Linked DNA regions of Mus musculus: region 2 is linked to region 1. The links are chromatin contacts, called in public HiChIP or PLAC-seq maps. All regions are on one chromosome and are shown on one strand. Each heading gives the region's core, a stretch centred on a gene start, on an enhancer-like site or on the middle of the called end of the contact. The rest is flanking DNA. Distances are from core to core; before and after follow the strand shown.

Region 1 (3,919 bases), core at 268-2,767:
GTCTGGTCCACATGTTTTTGTTTTTAAGCCAAGGTCGGTCAGGCCCGCCTGGAATTAGAGATCCTCCTGCCTGTCCCCTTGAGTCCTGAGATTACATGGATATATTCTACCTTTCAGCATTTAGGCAGACAGTATGAGGAAGGAAGGATAGGCAAAATCATAATTTAGGGTTGCTGACTTGACCATTTCGTTGCTTCCCCTAATGCCAGTATGGTACTATAAGTCAGAGCGCAATGGACATGTGCAGTGTATAGTGAGCATGTTATAGTGGGACAAGACACGGACACATGCCGTCAGAAGCAGCTTAGATTTATTATGCCTTGATTTTTCAATTGAGTTTTGGTCATTACACATTCAGGAACGGTTTACTGTTGCTGAACTTTTTGACACACAGCTCCCTATCCCTAACCCATTCAGATATGGTGCAATCCCCATGGAGTCCTGACACACTATTAAAGAAATGTTGGTGTCAGGGATGCTTTGCATGAAAATAAAACTACCGACTTGAGAAAAGAGACATAAAATTAAAAGTCTAGGATAAGGAACCACATTGACTACAAGTACGTGTGTACATTTTTTTTTTTTTAATTTCCTATTCCAAGTGGGTTTTAGAATCCAGTTGTCTTTCTTCAGGAAGCCTTTTGCCATGTTGATGGAGGCAAGAATAAAGACTGATTCTGTTCTGGGCCTTTATAACCAGTAGTTCCTCTGAACTGATCTAAGGTTAAGTTAGTCTTGCTGTAATAGTCTGCCCAATTCACTCTGGGGCACCTAGGCTTTTTGTATGGTCACAGCTGAGTTGTGGGACATAGGGTTTATGCCAATGTAGTCTGGCTGGGGGCCTTGTTGGAGAATTGACTGCAGAAGTAAACGGTTTGATTCACAAGGACCTAGTTAGAAACCAAATCTTTCTCCCCTGAAAGGGCTGATGGCAACCTGAGCATTGAAAAACATTCCAGCGTGGGATGGCATATTTGGTTTCTTTGTTTGTTTGTTTTATTTTGTTTGGGGGTGGGGTTTGGTGTTTTGAGACTAGGTTTCTCTGTGTTGTCTTTGTTGTCCTGGAACTCACTCTGTAAATTAGACTGGCCTCGAACTCAGAATTCCTACTGCCTCTGCCCGTAGTGCTGAGATCAAGGGCATATTTGCGGTTCTTAAATTTTGTTTTCTTCTAGCTTTTTGTTTTGCTTTCTAAGTGCTGGTATCAAAACAATCTTGTCACAGGGTCTCTCACTGCAAATTCTAGGAAGGTAAATAAGAAACTGCATCTGATAAAATGAATGCGTGTAGGACGGATTCTGTAGGGGAAGAGAAACACAGCGGTAGCAGAGAGAACGTGACACAGCTCCCTTGTCTTCTCCCTGTACCACCAGGGCTGCTCCACCCTTGCCAGTCTCTCTGTCTTCGCCCCTCCCGGACCCACACCGCGGCTAACCCCGCCTCCTCGGCGCCCCGCCCTTCGCCCCGCCCTCTTCAGGCCGCTAGGCGCCTTGTTTACCCGCGGTGCATGTTGGGGCGGTCTCCTTGGGCAACGCTGGCCCGCCAGCTGCCCTGTGGCAATGCCGCGAGGGCGCGGTGGCGGTGGTGGTGGCCTGCGCCAGGCCTCCGCCACCTCTGCGCCCTTGGCGAGCCCCAGCTACTACGAAAGGGTGGGCCAGCTCCAGCAGGCTCTGCGGGACAGGTACGGCCGCGGGACGGGGCAGGGAGTCAGCGGCGCCACTGAGAGCATCGGGGTACGGTGTCCGGCCCACTTCCCGCCAGTGGTTCACTAGTGTTGGAACTCGCCTGCGACCCCCAACTAGCCCCAGAAGGGGTTAGGAGCACAACTTTACCACGGATGCCCCTTGTTTGAAAGCGCAGAGAGACTGTAATCTCTCATGACAACCAAAGCCAGGTCCCTCAGCCTGCGGATGCGGCCGGAAGTGAGAGTGGGAGTTTTTTTGCCTGCCAGTCTTGATCAAACCTTGTGAATTTCTTTAGTCCTCTCTAGTCCTACATGCCCCCTCCTCACTCTCTCTTCAAGTTGTCATCCTACTTTGACAGCCGCACTGCATCAAAGATGACAGGTCCAGGAACGCAGGCTGGAATGGTGTGTGTGTGTGTGTGTGTGTGTGTGTGTGTGTGTGTGTGTGTGTGTGTGTGTGTGTGTTTGCGCGCGCGCTGTAGTCTTTTAGAAGTGTCTGGGGCTGACTAAATTTCTAGTAAAAGGATGAAATTTTCAACGGGTTCAGCTTCGAGGGTTGGGATTGCCTTTGATTAAGACATGAAAGATGAGAACCATTGGAAAAAGCTAGATCTAAGAATGCATAAATAGAAAAAAGTACAAAGCAATTGACTATAAATAACCACATGGAAAGATAAGTTGTTGGAACACTTATTTAGCTGCCAAATTAATTGGACTTAGAAATCTCATTAGTTGACAAGAAAGGAAATAGATTTTTGGATCTTTTGATAAACAAAACATTTAGTGGGTGTTAAAGTTACAGAATCATTCAGAAGGAACAGGAGGGCTGTAACAATTCTAAGATCATAACAGTAATTGCAGGTGAGGTAAAGTAAGTGATTTTTCAAAGGAATTGCATCTTACACTAGACTTAATTTTTGCCAATTACTTGTTAAGTAACTCCCACGGGCCCTAACTCTTCTTTCCGTGTTTTATCTTCTTTCTACATCCGTTTTTTTTTTTTTTTTTTCCTTCTGACACAGTCCTGCTCACCTACTCTAGGGATCTCTTAATCTCCCACTTAAGAAAAAAAAAATTAACCATTTAGGCGTATGTTGGTGGTGGTCTATGCTGAAGAGACAGAAATAGGAGGACCACAGGTTCAAGGCCAGCCTGGGATACAAGCCAGCCAGGGCAGCATAGTGAGAACCTATCTCCAACACACACACACACACACACACACACACACACACACACACACACACCTTTATTTTTCCTACAGAGCTTTTCTTTTCTCAATACTTTCTAATGTTTGCACCTTCAGTGTGCTTAGTGAGATCTCAGAGAGAATACAATAGAGAGAGAGAGAATGTGTGTGTGTGCATGCACAAGCACGTGTGCACATGCGAGCTCAAGTGTGCCTACATTGAGAATTTTAGGTGAGAAGCAACACCTTTTGCTCACTGTGTAGTACAATGGTGGAGGAGGTGTTTTTGTAAAATGTTTGAATTTATGGGTTAAATCCAAAAGTCAATTAGCCAGCGTCTAGGTGTTACAAATGCCTTATGTGGAATGCCATCACCTCATTGTCACTGAATAATGATCTTTTTTCCAGTTACCCAAGGTGGTGGTATTAGATCTCTGCATATATATATGTGTACACATATATATATGCATCAGCTAATTTAAAAGCAAGAACTTTAGTTTTAGTGCCTTTATCTCATTGTCTGTTGTAGTTCAAGAGTGGTATAGTTACCTTTGGCCTTTACTTATTTGTGTTTTGTAGGCAAAGATCTGCTCTTAAAATGTGACTGATTTAAATGACATTCTTTTTGAACTAGGTTAGTGGTAAGTTATTTTTGCCTCCTATGCTGGAAGCACCTGGTTCTTTATGGTCCTTATGGCACAATAACTGTAATGATTATCCACTTTATGTTTAGCACTTTTTGCTTTAATTAGGAAGCAAGGTAAGGTTGTTGAAGTTACATAAGAAACTGGAGTCAGATTTTATGGCCTGTTCATGGTCCTGCATTTGAAGATTTGTTTTATTTTTAAGTCAGTGTAAATCTATTGCTCTGTGTGATCATTTTTCATTTTAAGAATCTGTAAGTGACTCTAATTAATGCATGCTACACACAAGATAGAAGCAAATAACTCTAGAGAGGGAGCTATAGTAAATGAGTAGGAACATGAGTTCTGCCCATGACAAGTCATGAGACTTCACCAAGGGTCACACACACACACACACACACACAC
Region 2 (3,842 bases), core at 1,155-3,654, 450 kb after region 1:
TGAACTCATATCTGCATGCTTTAGCAGCGATGCTCTACCAACCGAGTCTTCTGCCCAACCCTTGGTTTATGTAATTTCTAAGGGTGTATAGTTCAGAAAAAGCTTTTTTAAGGATAAGCCCCAAATGACAGCAGCTCCACTAGGTAGGGAAGAGCCAACAAAATGTTTTATTCAAAGAGGCCCTCAAATCTTTCCTGCAGTGCTTGCAGTTTTTACTTTGTTTTTGACATCCAATAGGGAAACATCACACACATCTTACTTGTACAGAAATGGGAAATTTCTTCTCTGAAGTGCTTAGAAGCAGGGCTCTGGATTCCTTTTTGGTCTTGGAATTTGATTATAGATAATGAGAAATTCTGGGGATAGGACCTAAGTCTAAACATTAACTTCATTCTTCTTTCCTTTTTACCTTACACACACAGGCTGGAGGTTATTGGTGCAACATACATCTCATTTTCGTGGTGACTTGTCACATGAGGTCAGAGGGGGAGGCTTTCCACGCATGGTGACAAGTGGGTGCTCAGATGTGGGGCCATTTCCCACCGTGGATTTTCAGACTACAGCCGTGCCTGTGAGAACAAAGTCAAAGGAAGCTGAGGAGCAGAGAAGATGGGACCTGTTCAGGTGAAGGCTCTCCAGCAGCCAGTGTGTGAAATAGCTGCTCTACTTAACCGTTGCGCGAGGCTGTGCCAGGCTTTGTGGTACTTTGCCCTCACTACCTGTTAGTAGCTGAGAGGAGATCATGCTTCGGAAACCAAGCCACTTGGTTGCAGATGTTCAGTTCAAACTATGCATTACATAACAGTCATTATTTAACTTCAGTGCTTTAGCGCCCTCCAGTGGAATATGGATGTCATCACATGGAATGCTTCAAGGATGAAATGATGTCTTGAGGCATCTCCTGGCACAGAATGATCACCACCTTGTGAGTCTTATCCACTGACAGTAACATCCTAAAGTCTCTGGTCCTCTCCCCTCTAGAAGATTCCCCAGCCTCCAAGGTGGCAACCTCCATCAAGATGCTGATAGTGCTTGTAGTTTCCGGCAGCAACTTGCCAGACCCAGTGGTCCAGATCTTCCTTAGTAAGTGAGGGCAAGATTAGAGAGAGGAACACTTCCTTATATAAACGGAGAAGTTTGGGTTCAGAAAGGAGAGTCATGTAATTTGTTACACCATGAAGTTGACAGCAGAGCTAGCTCCAGTTCTCTTGTCTCCTCTGATGTCTCTTCTCAGAGACATGCATTCTGACAAAAAAAATGGAAGGCGGGGGTTGCTTGTGGAACAGCGGAATTGGAAATGTTGTCAGAAGACTAACTTGCTCCAGTGAGAGAATGGGCAGAGTTCAGTTATGTGCTTCCTATGACGTTTTAGTCAGTGGCCGATTGTGTGTGAATGACAGCATCACCAGGGAGACCAAGTAGGGAGTAGCCACACCATTTAGATATATGTAAATGTACTCTACTGGTTATAATCACTTTTAAAGTGTGTGTACACGTGCGTGTGCATGGGGGGGGGGAAGGTAGAGGCTCATGTACGCCTGAGAAAGTCAGATGATGGCCTCAGGTCTCAGGAGTGCTGTCTATCTCCCTTTCGAAACAATTTCTTATTAGCCTCACACTCAACCAATTATGTTATACAGCTAAACAGCAAGTCTAGGAACTCTCCCCTTGTCCCAGCCTCCCCAGTGTTGAGATTACCTATATACGCCACAGTACACAGCTCTTTTTCCTTGGGGTCTGGGAGATTGAACCCAGGTCCTCAGGAGATTGAACCCAGTGAGCATTTTACCAACTGAGTCCATTTCCGTAACTCTGTGGTCCATCTTGATTGTCACCCTGAGGGTAAGGAGAGCTACTTAGGAGACACACCTTTGGGTATATCTGTTACAGTGTTTCCAGAAAGTTTGCTCTGAGATGGGAGGGCCTGCCCCAGATGTTTATGGCCCTGTTTCACCGCTGGGGCCCAAGGATGAATAAGGAGAAAGTGCGGTGAGCACCGTCCTTTGTATGTTCGTTTCTCTCAGCTGCCTGAGTGCAAACTCAACTTGGCCAGACTTTTGTTGCCTTCCTTCCTGGCTGCGATGGATTGTCCCGTCAGGCTATAAGTCAAAATAAAATCTTTCTTCTTTATGTTTCGTTTGCTGAGCATTTTATCAGCACAGTGAGATAGACCAACGAATACCTCAAACAGCCCATGATGTTTGCACAGTGACACAAGGTCTACCAACACATTTCTCAGGACTGATCTTTCAGCCACACACGACTCTGGAAACACTCCCTGTACTCAGGAGGCCACAGTAGTGACACAGATAACCTTTGTCGCCTTTGCCTTGGAGTGGGTGCCACAGGGCAGAGACTACTGGAAGCCCAAAGAGCAACAGAAAGGAGGCACCTCTGCAGGAGGCTAGAGATGGAGACACTCTTTGGAGGCAGGCAGCTGCCCTCCCTCACATAGAAACAGCCCTCTCTCTTCTTCAATATTGACCTGCAGAGAAAGAAAAAAAGAACCCATCTTAATACTTTTTCAGTAGATCATGAAGCAGTTTATTTAATATTATTTGGATAACAAGCCTCCACATGAATGGGATTCGAATGTCAATTGTCTTAGGGGGAAAAAGATTTATTGGTTGGTAAATATTGAGAAAGGAACGCTGATAAAGACCGGCTTCAGCTGCGGCCTCGGCCGGGGACGGGAGAACAGGCCTGTGTTGTATTTTGGGGCCCTGGGAAGGCAAAAACTGGTGAATGTCTGCCTTTGTTGGTGGGTGTAAAAGTGGAGCCCACCACAAATAATTTCTTATTTCTGTTCACATAGATTTTAAATTATGTAGCTCCCCTACCTTGTTAAGCATTAAAGCGGTCTTGTTTAAGGAAAAGGCACTTAAATAATGAAGCTTATGTAGTTTGTTTTCAGACATCAATATCTGGCTTTGAGTGGCACAAAGAGATAAAGGAATGTGGATTCACGGCTTACTGAGATGCTTGGCAATTCTAATTCAACCCGACTGCGAATGGACACAAGACTGTTGTGACTCCTCCTGAGGAGAGAGAAGGCTGGGTGAGCACGTGGTTTGGGGAAATTGTATTCTCTTCTTCAAGTTCTTCTGTTTCCGAACATTTAATCCCACTGTTCTCATCTTTAATGAAGGTCTCTTTGGTAAAGAATCTTTTTCCTGGAATGGCAGAGGGCAACAGAAGCTGGATTCAGAAGCACACAGAGCTGGGGAATGTGCGCTGCAGTGGGACTCAGACAGGGAAAGGCTGCCATCTTGTGGTCGGCTTGGTGCTCTGCAGTCTGTGAACTGTCCCTCTGCAGAAGCCAGCAACCCTGGAGGGAAGGAGTCTGAATGCTGGATTTCTGCAGGACAATGTGGATGCCTTTAGGAATTACTCTGACTGTGTTCAGGTGCCCTCCGAGGTAGCCTCCAGCGGGTATTCTGCACGTATATCGTCATTCCTGGGGCAAGGCTAGGCCTCACAGACACTTGGCAGACTGAGCAGGACAACCAGCAAACAGTGAGAACAAACAGCCAGACACATATGCACCATGTACTTACTGTGTTCCTGGAAGGCAGCCAACTGAAAAACACCCAGGACAAGGTGAGGAGATAATATCAATATACCTAGGAAGAAGTATACAGAAATGACCTGTGGTGCTTCATCTAGCAGGACATCTGGTCAACCCCTCAGACAAATCCAAGCCAGAACAAGCAAGATCTCTGGCCTGGGGGATTTATTCTTTTATAAAATTGTATAAACACACTTGTAGAAATGTTACACATGGTATGAAAGAAAAACAAACAGAGATCTTCAGAGAGCAAAGCAAGATCAGAGTCCGGGCC

The links. HiChIP or PLAC-seq counts read pairs in DNA pulled down with a chosen protein or histone mark.
Region 2: an H3K27ac HiChIP or PLAC-seq map of oligodendrocyte precursor cells shows a contact between it and region 1, with 4 times the contacts expected there. The contact joins the enhancer-like site here to the promoter of Kiz in region 1. A contact is called at or near these places in 6 of 39 promoter capture datasets (the 3T3-L1 cell line, cranial neural crest, embryonic stem cells and 2 more), 3 of 484 Hi-C or Micro-C datasets (LSK cells, cerebellum and hematopoietic stem and progenitor cells) and 5 of 115 datasets of contacts at active chromatin or transcription factors (embryonic stem cells, oligodendrocyte precursor cells and stem cell-derived neural progenitor cells).

The regions. Positions count from the first base shown.
Region 1 is chr2:146,854,363-146,858,281 of GRCm38.p6, forward strand. Kiz (kizuna centrosomal protein) reads left to right here and starts at 1,518. Exons shown (of 14, transcript NM_001033298.4): 1 at 1,518-1,681. The coding sequence starts at 1,560.
Region 2 is chr2:147,304,672-147,308,513 of GRCm38.p6, forward strand. Nkx2-2os (NK2 homeobox 2, opposite strand) reads left to right here. Exons shown (of 6, transcript NR_030769.3): 5 at 423-3,600. Gm14110 (a long non-coding RNA gene) reads right to left here. Exons shown (of 3, transcript XR_003953941.1): 2 at 3,558-3,623; 3 at 302-2,485. Among named protein-coding and RNA genes, the nearest start is that of Gm14110, 17 kb to the right of the region's middle. Within about 2 kb of position 2,405, at least 12 of the 459 cell types and tissues checked have an H3K27ac peak or open chromatin away from gene starts, as enhancers often do. A contact at or near this core is called in oligodendrocyte precursor cells, where this site is marked.